2 separate regions of the Pan troglodytes genome follow, and region 2 is linked to region 1. The links are chromatin contacts, called in public Hi-C maps. All regions are on one chromosome and are shown on one strand. Each heading gives the region's core, a stretch centred on a gene start, on an enhancer-like site or on the middle of the called end of the contact. The rest is flanking DNA. Distances are from core to core; before and after follow the strand shown. Region 1 holds the start of NOTUM (notum, palmitoleoyl-protein carboxylesterase). Region 2 overlaps ASPSCR1 (ASPSCR1 tether for SLC2A4, UBX domain containing).

The links. Hi-C and Micro-C count contacts between places; a contact is called where the count stands out from the background.
Region 2: a contact with region 1 is called in a Hi-C map of stem cell-derived neural progenitor cells, with 2.5 times the contacts expected there. The contact joins the enhancer-like site here to the promoter of NOTUM in region 1. A contact is called at or near these places in 3 of 7 Hi-C or Micro-C datasets (blood, induced pluripotent stem cells and stem cell-derived neural progenitor cells).

The regions. Positions count from the first base shown.
Region 1 is chr19:95,309,048-95,316,757 of NHGRI_mPanTro3-v2.0_pri, reverse strand. NOTUM (notum, palmitoleoyl-protein carboxylesterase) reads left to right here and starts at 4,880. Exons shown (of 11, transcript XM_016930947.3): 1 at 4,880-5,474; 2 at 6,368-6,420; 3 at 6,494-6,589; 4 at 7,065-7,125; 5 at 7,631-7,689. The coding sequence starts at 5,152.
Region 2 is chr19:95,350,675-95,358,384 of NHGRI_mPanTro3-v2.0_pri, reverse strand. All of the region lies in intron 7 of ASPSCR1 (ASPSCR1 tether for SLC2A4, UBX domain containing), which reads right to left. Among named protein-coding and RNA genes, the nearest start is that of LRRC45, 20 kb to the left of the region's middle. Within about 2 kb of position 3,049, at least 4 of the 24 cell types and tissues checked have an H3K27ac peak or open chromatin away from gene starts, as enhancers often do. A contact at or near this core is called in stem cell-derived neural progenitor cells, where this site is marked.

The DNA of each region.
Region 1 (7,710 bases), core at 3,631-6,130:
CGCAACTGCAGGCCCCGCAGCGGCCGGTACTTGGCTGTCCCAACCCATCCTCTCTGGTGCAGACAAAGTGGATATCTGTCTAATATGCAAAAGGAGGGTTCTGAAACACCCTACCTGCCAGGAAGGTTTCTAGAGAGGAGCCGGCCCACTCCACCCCAAGCTGGCCACTCCACTCACGGGGCCTCAGGCCTCATCCCCGCCGCCTGGTGCCCTGTGCCCAGCCTGATCGTTGTTGGTCTTACCCGCTGATTCTTTTAGATGGAAGCGGGATCTTGCTGTGCTGCCCAGGCTGGTCTCGAACCCCTGGGCTCAAGCAATCCTTCTTCCAGGACCTCCCAAAGTGCTGGGATTACAGGCGTGAGCCACCGTGCCCAGTCAGAACTAACTACTTTAAAATATCAGGGTGGGTGCCGTGGCTCATGCCTGTAATCCCAGCACTTTGGGAGGCCAAGGCAGGTGGGTCACCTGAGGTCAGGAGTTCGAGATCAGCCTAACATGGTGAAACCCCGTCTCTACTTAATACAAGAAAAAAAAAAAAAATTAGCTGAGCGTGGTGGTGCATGTCTGTAATTCCAGTTACTCAGGAGTCTGAGGCAGGAGAATCACTTGAACCCGTGAGGGAGAGGCTGCAGTGAGCTGAGATCGAGCCATTGCACTCCAGTCTGGCCAACAAGAGTAAAACTCCATCTCAAAAAAAAAAAAAAAAAAATCTAATCACATGACAGAGTACATTCAGAAAATTGTGCAACCATTACCACAATCCATTTTAGAACATTTTAATCACCCCAAAAAGAAACCCCGTACCAGCTGGGCACAGTGGCTCACGCCTATAATCCCAGCACTTTGGGAGGCCGAGGTGGGTGGATCACCTGAGGTCAGAGACCAGCTGATCAACATGGTGAAACCCCATCTCTACTAAAAATACAAAAATTAGCTGGGCGTGGTGGTGCACGCCTGTAATCCCAGCTATGTAGGAGAATTGTTGGAGCCTCAGAGTCAGAAGTTGCAGCGAGCCGAGATCACATCACTGCATTCCAGCCTGGGTGACAGAGCAAGATTCTGTCTTACAAAAAAAAAAAGAAAAAAAGAAATCCTGTACCCATTAGTAATCACTCCCTGTTTCTCCCCATCTCCTGGAAACCACCAGCGGACTTTCTATCTCTATGAAGTTGCCTCTTCTGGACACTCGTAATGAATGGACTCATACCGCATGTGCCCTTCAGCGTCCAGTTCATGTCACTTGGCTGATATTCTCAAGATTCACCCACAGTGCAGCGTATGTCAGAACTTCGTTTGTTTTACGGCTAGAATATATTCCGTTGTATGGCTGTGTTCCACTGTGTTTACCCACTCATCTGCTGATGGACTTTGGGGCTGTTTTCCGCCTTTTGACTAGTCCTGCTGTGAACATTCATGAGCCAGTTTTTGTTTGAACACTTGTCTTCAATTCTCTGGGTGTATCCCTGGGAGTGGGCCTGCTGGGTCACGTGTTTTGTGTAACATACTGAGGAGCCACCAAACCGTTTTCCATGGTGAGGGACGTGGCCACCGCACTGTCCATCCCCACAGCGATGCTCTGGGGCTTCTGTGTCACCGCGGCTGCACCCACGCTTGTTAGTTTCTGTGTTTTGATCGTGGTCATCTTAGTGGGCATGAGGTAGCATCTGACCCATTACTGGTGGACCTGGGTCCCCCTTTCTTATACCTGTCAGGGCCAGGTTGGTCCCCGACTTGATGCAGGTGGCCTGGAAGCAAAGGCCCAGCACCTGCTGGCCCATAGGACCCGCCACGGGAGCTGCTGCCAGGCTCTGGGTGCTCAAAACTCCAGGTGGGGAGTCCCAGGTGCAGAGGATAAAGCTGCCCCAGGGGCTGGGGAAGTGTGAGGACAGAGCCAGTCGGTGTGAGTCAAGAGGAGGACATGGGTGTGAGCAGCTGCTGAGCCTCGGGAGCCCCGTCCCCGGCCGTAGGGCTGCAGCCTTGTCAGTCATCCGGTCACGGCAAGGGGCTTCGGAGGAGAGGGGAATGGGGGGAGGTGGAGGAAGGGCAGAGAGGTTCTGGGGAAGTCTTGGGTTTGAGCCTTTTCTGGCGTCTGCTACCAGTGTTGAATAAACCAAAATGTGAACTCATTTCGGTTCAACATGCAGGCTCCATCGCATTACAGGAGACGTCAGAAACTGTAATGCGCATGGTGTTCTCCCATCCTGGAATTTTCATCGGTGATCATGACTGCCACCCCTACCGCGCACTTTCACAAGTGGGCTCTTATAATCCCACAACAGCCCTCTGACGGAGGCACTGTTATCACCCCGCTTTAAAGGAGAGGAAGCGGCGGGGCACCGTGGCTCACACCTGTAATCGCAGCACTTCGGGAGGCCAAGGTGGGCGGATCATGAGGTCAGGAGACCGAGACCATCCTGGCTAACACTGTGAAACCCCGTCTCTACTAAAAATACAAAAAAGTTAGGCAGGCGTGATGGGACACGCCTGTAGTCCCAGCTACTCGGGAAACTGAGGCAGGAGAATTGCTGGAACCCGAAAGGCAGAGGTTGCAGTGAGCCGAGATCACGTCATGCTCTCTAGCCTGGGTGACAGAGCAAGACTCTGTCTCAAAAAGATAAATAAATAAATAAATGAGAGGAAGCACAGGCATAAGGAAAGGTCACAGGCCTTCCCTGGGATCTCCATACTGCACCAGGAGATGGCTCAGAGCCAGGGCGGTGTGAAGATCAACCCTGTGCAGCCAGCTGGAAGATGCCATCACGCTCCGGACTTGGAATAACAGGTGCCCGGCGGGAGAGGCCTCCTCCGGACAGGTTCCTGCCGGACGCTGAAATCTGCCCTGGGTCAGCCTTCCCCGCCGGGGTGTGGGTAGGAGAACGCCTCAGGATGGGACCTGCGTCTGAAGCTACTGCCCTTGGCCAGCCCCACACTTGGCTTTTAAACTGACCCGACGGCGGAGGGACAGCAGGGGGGATTTCTGAGTGAGCAGAGAGCTAAGGGCGAGCCTCAGCTCTTCTGTTAGTGTCCCTGAACCTCAGTTCCCCTCGTCAGGGAAATGCTGCAACCTGCCCTGTGGGGAGAGGGACCTGAGTTTGTAACAGCCTGCCTCCCTCTGAGAATGTCCCCAGGTTAGGCTGACCTCCAGGGCACCCCAGCCTGATCTTAGGCCTTGTGGTTTACACTAGGGTGCCTTACACCCATCGAATGCGCGGGGCAACAGCTCTCAGCGTTTGGTCTCTCTGTTTCACAAGAGCCCAGGTAACGCGGCTGTCTGCGGGTGCAGGCGGCGCTGGGACTTTCTCCCTACGCTCCTCACTCAGCCGGGGGCTGGCAAGGAGGACGTCCACAGGGCCCCGGCCGGCGGCTCAGGGGGCATCCTGGCTGCAGGCACCGCCCTGTGCCTCTGCTCTCCTGCCCCACGTGGTGCCGTAGGCTCCCCACTGTGCTGAATTAGGAGGGGCTCTGGAAGCTCTGCTTGCGTCTAGATCGTTGTCCTGAAACGTGAGACCTGGTTGTCCTGAAACGTAAGACCTGTTTCCTATCTTTAAAATGCGTGTCATGACGCCCAGCAGGCTTCAGACCGGAGGGTGAAGGAGAAAGTCTGCCCGGCCTCGCTGGCCCTGCGTATGTCCTTTCCTTTCTTTTGTCCATCCCACCCCCGCTCACCCCAGCAGGAAACCTCCTGAGCCCCTCCTGTCCACCCTGCTCCAGCACTGATTTCCCACAGGAACCTTGTTCTAACCCCACTGCCCAGAGCCTCGGGAGTGGACAGGGGTGCTCTCCAAGGTGAAGCATGGGGTAGGTGCCCTTCGTGGCATGAAGGGCCGCAAGCAGAGGCCTAGCGGGCAGCCACTGGACCCTTGGCCTCCTCCCCCAGTGGCGGCTGGGGCAGGTTCTTGGGGGTCCTCGGCATGGGGCCAGCAGCCAGGCTGGGGCGGGCGGGATCCAGGACCTCACCTCTGGTCCCGTGATCTCCTTAAGTCGTAGCTGCTTCTCTGACCCCAGCGCCAGCAGGAGCGCCCCGGAACTGGGCGACTCCCCCGCGGCGCCTTGCTGGGGCGCGCGGTCCCTCCCGCAGGTCTCCGAGGGAGCCAGGACCTCGCGCCCCACCTGTCCGCTTCTCCAGGAGGCCCCGGCGCCGCTGCTGCCGGGCCCTCGGCTGGAAGCCCTGTGTCCGCCGCCGCTTTGATCCCGGGGGGCCCTGCTGGATAAAAGTCCCTGGCGGCTCCGCGCCAGCGCCAGAGGGGGAGCGCAGCCGAGCCGGGCGCACCAGCGGGACGGCGCAGGGCCAGGGGCGCTGAGAGGACGGGGCCACTGGGCCGCCCGCGCTGGCCGCGGTGAGAGCGGGGCCCCAGGGCTGCGCGAGGTGGGGAGATGCGGGCCGGGGTCCGAGTCCCCCACGGCCTGCTCTGGGCCTGGGCACTGGGGGATGGGAGGGACACTGGCGGCTCCAGGTGAGCGCGCCTGCCCAGCGCCCCCAGCCCGTCGGGCGCGGCCAGCTGCGCCGCGGGCGGAGTTCCCCGCCCACCCCCCCGGCCGGCGCGGAAAAGCCTCGCCCGTCCCCGTCGCCGCCGCCCCTTCCAGCTGCCCCGGGGGCGGGGGCGGCGGCGCCGGGCTGGCCGCGGTGAATGGAGCCGCCGGGGCCGCCCGGCCGCGCTGCCCCCCCACGGAGCCGGGCCGGGAGCGCCTCCGGCGGCCGCGGCGGGGTAGTCCAGGCCCCTCCGTCAGGCTTGCGGTTTGGGAAGAAAAGGCGATGCCTCCGCCAAGAAAAGAGCGAGCGCGGCCCCCTCCCCCCTCCGCCGAGCCCGGGCGGCGGCGGCGGCACATCTAACGCGCGGGCACCCGGGCCGCCGCGGCCCCCGCAAATAAGCCCAGCCTCGGCCCCCGCCGCTCATTGGCGCGGGCCGCAGCCAGCGCACCCAGACCCTGCGCTGCCCTCGGACGGCCGGGCACGGAGCCCCAGCTGCGGAGGCCGACGGCACCCGGCCCCGAGCGCCTCGACGCCCAGCCGCGCGCGCCTTCTCCGCCAGGCCCGGCGGGCGGGAGCGGGGGCGAGGGAGCAGGAGCGGCCAGTGCCCCCGACACCCCCGGCCCGGCATCCCCCGCCGCCGCCGCCTCAAGGCCGCCCGCTCCCCGCAGGTGGACGCGGCCATGGGCCGAGGGGTGCGCGTGCTGCTGCTGCTGAGCCTGCTGCACTGCGCCGGGGGCAGCGAGGGCAGGAAGACCTGGCGGCGCCGGGGTCAGCAGCCGCCTCCTCCCCCGCGGACCGAGGCGGCGCCGGCGGCCGGACAGCCCGTGGAGAGCTTCCCGCTGGACTTCACGGCCGTGGAGGGTAACATGGACAGCTTTATGGCGCAAGTCAAGAGCCTGGCGCAGTCCCTGTACCCCTGCTCCGCGCAGCAGCTCAACGAGGACCTGCGCCTGCACCTCCTGCTCAACACCTCGGTGACCTGCAACGACGGCAGCCCCGCCGGGTAAGGCCCGCGCCCTGCACCTCCCCGCCCCGCCCGACGCGCCCGGTCTCCGGCTGGACCTTCCCTGCGGGCCGCGGCCGTTCTCTCCCCGGGGAGAAAGGGCTTCCGTCGGGCGCCCCGCGGTCCTGGCCCCGAGGAGGGCCCGGTTCGGTGACTCTCCGCGTGGGGAGCGGAGCGGCGCTGGAAGGGCTGGTCCCCGGCCAGCTCGGGCACTGACCCTTCGGCCTCTGGGCCCAGCCGCTCTGCTGGCGTCCTTCGGTCCCGGGGCGGGGAGATGGCAGCCCGAGAGCGCGCCTGGCTCCAGCGGGAACCGGCGACACCGGGGGGCGGGGAGAGGCCTGCTGCCCACCTCCTTGCAGCCCCGAAGTAGATAAAAGACGTGAGGTCGGGGGTCGGGGAGCGGCGGGGCCGCCCACGCGCTCAACAGGCCGAGGACAGCCGGGGACAGCGGGAGACCTGGGCGTGGGGTCGGGGCTCGGCAGGAAGGCTCCCCCGCCGGGTCGGTGCCGCCCGCGCCTCCCGCGCTCCCCGCAGCGTCCCGTTCCCCCGCCAAGCGCGCTCCTTCAGTGCGGACGCGTTTCACGCTTCAAGCGCCGCCGCGCGCCCCGGGAGGACCGCCGCCCGCGCCGAGGTGACAGCGGGACCCGCGCCGGGCGGAACGTGGGGATTTTCCACGGACCACAGCCCCGCGCGGCACGTTCCCCGCCCCGCGAGCGCCACCTCCCGGGACCGCCGCCGTCCCTGAGCTCCGCGTGGGCCTGGCCGAGGGCGCCCCCGTGCGACCGTCGCGCGCGGCCGGAACAGGTGGCGCGTTCCCTCCGCCAGAGCTGGGCGCGCGGGGCGCGGCGGGTCGGCAGCCCTGGCCGACCCCCCGCGGTGCGTCCTCCCCGCAGCTACTACCTGAAGGAGTCCAGGGGCAGCCGGCGGTGGCTCCTCTTCCTGGAAGGTGCGTCCAGGGCTGAGGCGGGGGGAGGCTCGGGGTCTGTGCGCGCGGGCCTGAGCGGTGGTCGTGTCCGCAGGCGGCTGGTACTGCTTCAACCGCGAGAACTGCGACTCCAGATACGACACCATGCGGCGCCTCATGAGCTCCCGAGACTGGCCGCGCACTCGCACAGGTCAGCGGCGGGCCCTGGGGAAGGCGTCTCGACGTGAGGCCCGGGAGGAAGCCGCGCCCGCGTCCTGGAGCCCCAGCCAGGCCCCCACCCCGCACATCATGCCCAGCCCGGCGCCCGGGTTTCCTAAGAGCAAGGGGCGCCCTTCACTCTTGCCTTTTGGGGCCCATTCCACATTACCATTCAGGCGCTTACCCAGCGGCTCTGGCCCTCCCCAGGGTCAAAGCAGGGCAAGGGGTTGAAGTCAAGGTCAGACCTGGTGTCCAGCCTAGGCGGGCACCGTGGCCATGGTGGCTTCCCGGGGGTAACTAAACCCAACTGTCCTCCACTTTCCCGGCAACCTTGGTTCGGGCTAGCAACACCAGCACACCTCCTTTCCTGGGGCCAAGTAGGAGCCCCAACTCCTCACCAGGGTTCCCAGACCCGACCCTACACAGCCTCCTCCCACTAGAAAGACCCACCGCCTCTGTGTCCCCAGGCACAGGGATCCTGTCCTCACAGCCGGAGGAGAACCCCTACTGGTGGAACGCAAACATGGTGTAAGGGGGCACAGGGTCTTGCCTGGGAGTCCTGCCTGGAGGGTGGTTCTTCCCAGGGGGGTCCTTCCTTGGGAAGTCATATTCTGAAATGGTTTTTCCTGGGGGTCCTGTTCTGGATGGTTCTTTTGGGGAGGTCCTGTCCTAGAGGGGTTCTGGAGGTGTTTCTTTCGTGGTGGGGAGGGGTCTATCCTGAGATGGTCCTTCCTGGCAGGGTCCTCTCCTGGGATGGTCCTTCCAGGGGGATCCTGTCCTGGGATGGTCCTTCTTTCCTGGGGGGTCCTGTCCTGAGTTGGTCTTTCCTGGGAAGGGTTCTGTCCTGGGTTGGTCCTTCCTGAGGGGTATTATGCTGGAGGTCTTTCTTGAGGGGAGGTTCTATCCTGGGATGGTCCTTGCAGGGGAATCCTGTCCTGGGATGGTCTTTTCTGAGGGTCCTGTCCTGGGGGTCCTTTCTGGAGGCTGCCGGGCGGCAGGCGCTGTGAGAGGCTCACTCTGTTCTGTGTTGCAGCTTCATTCCCTACTGCTCCAGTGATGTTTGGAGCGGGGCTTCATCCAAGTCTGAGAAGAGTGAGTCTCGGCCTTCCCAGG
Region 2 (7,710 bases), core at 1,800-4,299, 43 kb before region 1:
CGCTGGAGCCTGGGGTCAGGCTGGATAAGCGGCTACCAGAAGGGCCCAGGCCACCTGAGTCACCCCGAGAACATACGGCATCTGCAGTAGGGCTGCTGGGAAATGTCACTTGGCCACCAAATGACAGAGGGAGATGCCAGGGGACCCTGTGTGTGGAGAAACTTCAAACACCCATCAGCTCAGCTCCGAGCCTTCCCCAGGAGAGACTTTCCGTCCCACAGAGAAGAGGGGCCGGGAAGCGGGAGCCGCAGCGGCAGGGCCTGGGGTCTCAGGGCTGCCTCAGCCACACCCAGCCCTGTTGACTGGTGAGCTCTGCCCAGCAGTCTGGCCCGCATTTGTGGCATCAGCGCCGCTCCCGCGCCAGGTGGATTCACAGAGATGCCTTTGGATGGAAAACAGAGGTTGAGGGATGAGACATTGTGAGGGAAAAAAGCGACAGCGAGGGCCCTGCAGGGCAGTCAAGGCCTGGCCCCTGGGGGAATTCCCGTCCCCCGTCCCCAGCCTCCTCGCCGGTGCCCGGAGAAAAGAAAGGGGCTGCGTGTGCAGGCCAAAAATGACGTCAACCTGGGGTGAGGCGTCCTGGAGCCTCCAACACAGGGAGGAGGAGCAGAAGGCAAGGAGAGAGACAAGCACCCTCCTTTCTCTTTCCCCTCAATTTCTTATTTTGAAATATTTCAGCCCACAGAAAGATGGGCAGACACAACAGTGAACACCCCTCATGCAGATGTGATCATTCGGCTGCATTCACTTTCCTTCCGCTCTGGGGCAAACATGCATGCACACATGTGCACACACAGACATGCATATACACACACACCTGCATGCACCCAAGCACACGTGCACCCGCAAGGACACACACACACCCCCAAACACGCACGTGCACCCGCAAGGACACGCACACGCCCCCCCAAGCATGCACATGCACCCGCAAGGACACACACACACACACACCCGTGCACATGCAAGGACGCACACACACACACCCGTGCACACACGTGCACCCACAAGGACATGCACACACCCCCCAAGCACGCATGTGCACCCGCAAGGACACACACATGCCCCCAAGCGCACACGTGCACACGCAAGGACACACACACGCAAGGACACGCACACGCAAGGACATGCACACACACCCAAGCATGGACATGCACACACACCCAAGCATGGACATGCACACACACCCAAGCATGGACATGCACGCACACCCAAGCATGGACATGCACACAAAAGAAAACCACAGACTGTGCCCCAGGAGCACAGCAGCATCTGCTGAGAGAAGGACTCTTGTCCCAGCTGCCAGCATCACACCAGGGCCCACCGCATGGGGGAGGTGGCTCTCACACACCCACACTGGAAATGTCCCTGCTGTCCCCAAGTACCCGGACGGTTTTCCCACACACACGGTCACGCTGGGGCTGGAGCTGTGCCTCCGCCCCTTCCCACATCCCGACAGGGGCTGTGTCAGCAGGACGCCTCCGTCCGCAGTGGTCTGGCCCCCAATTCTCTGTGCTGAGTGAGGTTCGGGTTGAAGGTTTCAGGGAGGAGGCAACTGGATGCCATACCACTGTCCCTACGAACATCCCCACCTGGAAAGCTCCCAAGCAGACAGAGGGCCAGCGGGGAATGAGGCCCAAACCTCAGCAGTGCAGGGGGCCCCAACCTGGGTCTCAGCCTTGGTGGGGTCCCCCAGGTGTGTGGCCGCCAGGTGTCCCTGGGGGCCTTGCCACGCCTCAGGAAGCTGCTGGGGTCAGTCTCACTCAGCCAACGGGGTGGCTGAGAGCCAGGAGGAGCCTTCCAGAAGCCTGCGTGGGGCTTCCTGTCTCAGATGAGGCCTCTCACGAGACCTGCCGACCCACGGGGCACACAGGCGCGGCAGCAGGAGGAACTGAACCGCAGGGCAGCAAGAGCCGGGGGACCACTGCCCCGCAGGCCTCCGAGCCCAAACCCCAGGGCCCAACTGATGCCCACTTCACGCGGCCTCATGTTTCCGCCACCCCGGCGCCCCACCCTGCCACTGAGCAGAGGCCATGTTCTGCTCTGCCCAGCGGGCCAGGACTGCCCCAGAAGAACCAGCAATATTTCCGGAACACTCGGCACCCCCAGGCCTCCCGCTGCTCCCCAAAGCCCTTGCCACCTCGGAAGCTGCCTGCTCTGGCAGAGGCGAGAGCCCCACGGCTGCCGGGGCATCCAAATGGCAGCTGACCCTCGCCCAGCCACGGATGGCCTCCCCTGAGCCGATGCAAAGAGGCCCAGACCCCCGGCCCCGGGCAGCAGGTCGCAGGTCCATGGGAGCAGCTGGGCTCTTCCAGACAGGTTCAGGAGATGGAGCCCGGAACCTTCTCTGTGCCACTGATGCCCCCGGACACCAGTGCCTCCACCAGGAGGAGCTCGCTATGCTGAGCCCGGCCTGGTTTCCGCCTCACTGCCTGGGCCCGGCTTCCAAAGGCCCCACACCCCCTTCTTCCCGACCCTGCCCCTCTTGCTGGGCAGAGTCAGAGGTCTCAGAGGACAGGGGTGATGCCGGGGGCACAGCAGGGTCCAGCAGCTGGCACTGGCACTTTCACAGGAGCTGTGTGTGCTGAGCTCCCCAGAAGCTCAAAATGCGCCACAGGGTGGGGGTGACTATGGCTGCCACATGACACACAAGGAGGCAAGGAGCGTGGAGGGTCCAGCTGGCACCATGAGGGAAAGGTGTGATGGCCTCTCAGACTCCGAGGGTGGCCGGGCAGCTGTGAAAGACCCGACTCCTCCTGCAGGTGAAGCCCCTGCATGCTTCTGCCCCTTTAGCCCCTTCCTGTCTCCTGCAAACCCAGGCCCCCGCTGGACCCCCAGGTCCCGGCCTCCAGGAGGGCCGCAAGGACCGGACCACAATGATGCTAACCATTTATCCAGATGCCCCGAAACCGGAAGGGGGCCGGAGAAAGGCCAGAAAGGACGGGCAGGACCGAGGACAGGGACGCTGTCAGGGATGCCGGGGACAGCCCTGCAGGCGCGCAGCCTCACAGCAGACAGTGCTGGGGCATCCCTGGGCCGCTGAGCTGGGAAACCGAGGGGAGGGAGGCTGGGGGCTGCGGGGTGAGGGCGCCAGGGGCATGCACACAGGCCGGGACACTGCCCAGAGGTCTCCTTTTCTTGACAGTAATTTTCCAGGATGTGATGACACACAGAGGAAAAATGTGAACCCGTTCGGAGGTGGCCCCAACCTCAGAGTTTCCAGCGTCTCTGAGGGTTTGTGTTTTTCCCTCCCGGCCTCCCTCCCTCCCCCCGTCTCGGCCCGGCCTGCCCCGCCAGGGCTCCGGTGAGAGGGAGTGTGGAGTTTCCCCTGGAGGCTCTGAGCTTCAGTGAATCACTACGCCAGACACGGGCCAAACCTCCCGAGTTACTCAGCGCCCCGGCCACCCTCGGAGGCAGGCGGCGGAGCACGTGGACGCCATCAAAGGCCTGGGACGTGCACAGCAGGAGAGGCTGTGCCAGGGCGAGAGGCGGGCCTGGGCGCGGGCGCGGGCTCTGTGAGGAGACCGCTGCGACCGGCGTGGACAGGCGTGCACAAAGGACGCAGGCGGGACTGCCTCTGAAGACACCACAAACTCCATGCCCAAATTTTACACGGGGAACACCCTCAGCACGACAACCCTCCTGCACCAAGCAGAGGCATCAGGCCTCGAATCCCACCCAGAGGAGACGGCGCCGCCCCCAGGCTGAGCACAGCGTCTGCACCGATGCTCATGGCCCGGGCCTGCCAGCGAGTGGCCACGTGGCTGGGGAGAGGCCAACAAGGAAGGCCCAAAGCAGAGACGTTTCTGTTTTGAGACAGCGTCTCGCTCTGTTGCCCAGGCTGGAGTGCAGCAGTGCAATCTCAGCTCACTGCAGTCTTGATCTCTCAGGCTCAGGCAATCCTCCCGTCTCAGCCTCCCAAGCAGCTGGGGCTACAGGCACACACCACCACGCCCTACTAATTTTTAAATTTCCTTTGTAGAGATGGGGTCTCGTTATGTTGCCCAGGCTGGTCTAAAACCCCTAGGCTCAAGAGATCCTCCCAGCTCGGCCTCCCGAAGTGCTGTGATTATAGGTGCGAGCCACTGTACCCAGCCAAGAAAAGTTATTTTAGGCCGGGCATGGTGGCTCACACCTGTAGTGCCAGCTCTTTCGGAGGCCAAGGCCGGCAGACCACCTAAGGTCAGGAGTTCAAGAGCAGCCTGTCAACATGACGAAAACTCCATCTCTACTAAACAGGCACCTGTAATCCCAGCTATTCAGGAGGCTGAGACACGAAAATCGCTTGAACCCGGGAGGCGGAGGTTGCAGTGAGCAGAGATCGCACCACCACACTCCAGGCTAGGCAACATAGACAGACCCTGTCTCGAAAAAAAAAAAGTTATTTTAAAAAGATGAAAACAGGCCGGGCGCGGTGGCTCACGCCTGTAATCCTAACAATTTGGGAGGCCAAAGCAGGCAGATCACCTGAGGTCAGGAATTTGAGATCAGCCTGACAAACATGGTAAAACCCCATCTCTACTAAAAATACAAAAATTAGCCGGGCATGGTGGCAGGCGCCTCTTAGCTACTCAGGAGGCTGAGGCAGCAGAATCACTTGAACCCGGGAGGTGGAGGTTGCAGTGAGCTGAGATCATGCCACCGCACTCCAGCCTGGGCAACAGAGTGAGACTCTGTTTCAAAAAATAAAAATAAAAATAAAAATAGGCTGGGCACAGAGGCTCACACCTGTAATCCCAGCACTTTGGGAGGCCGATGCAAGTGGATCACCTGAGGTCAGGAGTGCGAGACCAGCCTGACCAACATGGCAAAACCCCTTCTCTACAAAGAACACAGAAATTACAGGCGGCAGACACCTGTAATCAATCCCAGCTACTCGGGAGGCTGAGGCAGAAAAATTACTTGAACTGGGAGGGGAAGGTTGCAGTGAGCCGAGATCGTGCCATTGTACTCCAGCCTGGGTGACAGCGCGAGACTGTCTCAAAAAAATAAATAAAATAAAATAAAATGAAAATGAAAAGATGAAAATATAAAGCATGAGGTACTCATAAGAAAAAAATCACTTTTTAATTTTAAAAAGAAAAATACTTTAGAAGATGAAAAGAGGCCAGGTGCAGTGGCTCACACCTGCAGTCCCAGCTACTTGGGAGGCTGAGATGGAAGGTCATGACTGCTGTGAGCCGTAATTGTGCCCCTGCACTCCTGCCTGGGCAAGAGAGCGAGACTGTGTCTCAAAAAAAAAAAAGGAAAAAGAAAAAGAAAAGAAAAGAAGGCTGGGCACGGTGGCTGTAATCCCAGCACTTTGGGAGGCCAAGGCGGGTAGATCATGAGGTCAGCAGATCGAGACCATCGTAGCTAACACGGTGAAACCCCGTCTGTACTAAAAATACAAAAAATTAGCCAGGTGTGGTGGCGGGCGCCTGTGGTCCCAACTACTCGGGAGGCTGAGGCAGGAGAATGGCGTGAACCCAGGAGGCAGAGCTTGCAGTGAGCTGAGACTGCGCCACTGCACTCCAGCCTGGGCAACAGAGCAAGACTCCGTCTCAAAAAAGAAAAGAAAAATAAGAACAGGATTCAGGACTGCTGCAGCCTGGGCTGACCATGAGCCCGTCTGGAGCTGGGCACGTTACGGTGTGGCAGGCGTGTGTCACTGTGGATAAAGCGCACCAACACCCCTGGACAGGCAGGAAAAGCAGTTTGGTGAGGGGGCTCATCCGCAGGGCAGAGTCTGGAGGCTGCTCCTGGGGGAGCCCGGGAAGGGCTGACGGGGCCCCTGACCTGAGTTCCTGGAACAATCCCAACCAGGGGCTCTTGGGCCCAACAGGGAGGAGAGTCCAGGCCAGAAGGGGCCAGTGGGGTCTGCGCCCTGCAGCAGCCAACTCGCCCAGTACGGAGCCCCACACTCCCAGTTCTCCCCACAGCCCCAGTGGCGAGCATCCACCCCCTACCCCCCGGGGTTCCTCACCGAAACACAAGCGCCTGTCAGTCACCAGGCTTCTAAACAGCCGGGACTCAGCCAGCCACCTGCAAAGTCGCTGAGCCATTGAGCCATCTGCCAGCCATGCTTGGTAGCCATTCCAATCAAGGCCACAGGCTGTGCCCCTAGGGACAGCCTCAGAGCCCAGGGTTGTCCTCAGACACCCATGAGGCATAGCAGGGACCTGGGCCACCCTGGCCACTGACTGGGCTGGCCGCAGGGATGGGAGTCTGCACCGTGTTGGATGTGGGGGCTCCTGTCTAGCCCGGCGTCAGGGTCCAGGGGCAGGAGCCCCTGGCCCAATACCTACTGCCCAGGGTCAACAGCACCTGCCCTGCCAGGCACACGGGGGTTCCAGGCAGGGTGTATTCACCACGCCCAGTGCATGACCCGCTCCAGGCCCAGCCTCCTCCCCGCTGGTTTACCCCCAAAACCCTGGGACAGGCTCCTCCCCGCCCCACGAGTCCCACACCGGCTGTCAGCCACAGAGGGCCGGGTGTGAGCAGGGGTGCTGAGGAAACCCCAGGCCCCGGCTCCAGGAGCAAGGTTCACCCCCGAGGCGGGAGGGGCAGGCAGGGCAGCAGCCGCCAGCCCGTGCGGGCAGACCCAGCCTTTGATCAGGAGCGGCCCTCGTGCCAGCTGCCGGGAGGCCGAGTTGTGGGGGGCGTCTGCTGGGACTGGCGTCCCAGCCCAGCACAGGGCTGCAGGGCGGCCTCCCGGCCAGTGGAGGCACTTCAAAGACAGGGCCAGGGGGCGCCGGGCAGCCCCAGCCTCTCCCAGCGCCCGGTTCTGATCGCCACTAAAACTACCTTCTAATAATTAATGCCTGACATCAAAGGCAGGAACCGCCCGGGTCTGTGAACCACCCCGGGTCTCGGCCGAGGACCTGCCTGTATTTTATCCTGTCTCTTTCTTCTGACTCTTTATTTAAATCCAAAAACCACACACAGGCAAAACATTAATGGGAAACTTGGAAACTCTTTTTGCTTACTAAAGTGTACCTTTGAAGTTCCCCAAAAAAGTTCTGTTTTGTTCCCTTCTCCCCTCCCCCCATCACTGAAAGGGACCCAGCAGCAGCATGTGGCCTCGGGCCCTCTGCGTGTGCGGCTGGCGGCGATGGGAGGCGCGGGGCGGGCAGGACGCCCTCCATCAATCAGCTGCCCAAGTCCCAGATCAAAGGCCCTCAGCACGCCATGCAGGCCAGGCACACGCTCCCTCCCCTGGACCCCTCCTGCCAGCCAAGACCTCACCCCAACAGCGCCTCCCGACGGGCGAGCACGGGCGGGCACTACTCTGGGCTGCGAGCCCCATGCTCCACGCCCCACGCTCTGCAGACAAGACCCGCCCTGGTCACGGAGGGAAGGGGCTGAGGCCCACGCCTCTAGAATGGGGGAACATGACAGCCGCTGTGTCTCTCACACTGAGGGGGTCCCCCACAAGAGCAGGCCTAGAGGGGGTCAGCCCCTGCTCACCCGGAGCACACGGGTCGAGGGGCACGAGCGCTTCATGGGGACTCAGGTGTCACAGTGCAGAGTTTGGCAGAGTTCCCAGAGGGAGGACGGGGTGCCAACACCATCATAGTCCTAGAATGGACCCAACACCCTCACTCCCCACTCCCTTGTCCACTCAACAGGAACAGTCCCAGGACAGCCAGGGGGACAGAAAACAGAGGGGCTGGACCCTGACGCCGGGCTAGATGGGAGCCCCCACATCCAACACGGTGCAGACGCCCAGCC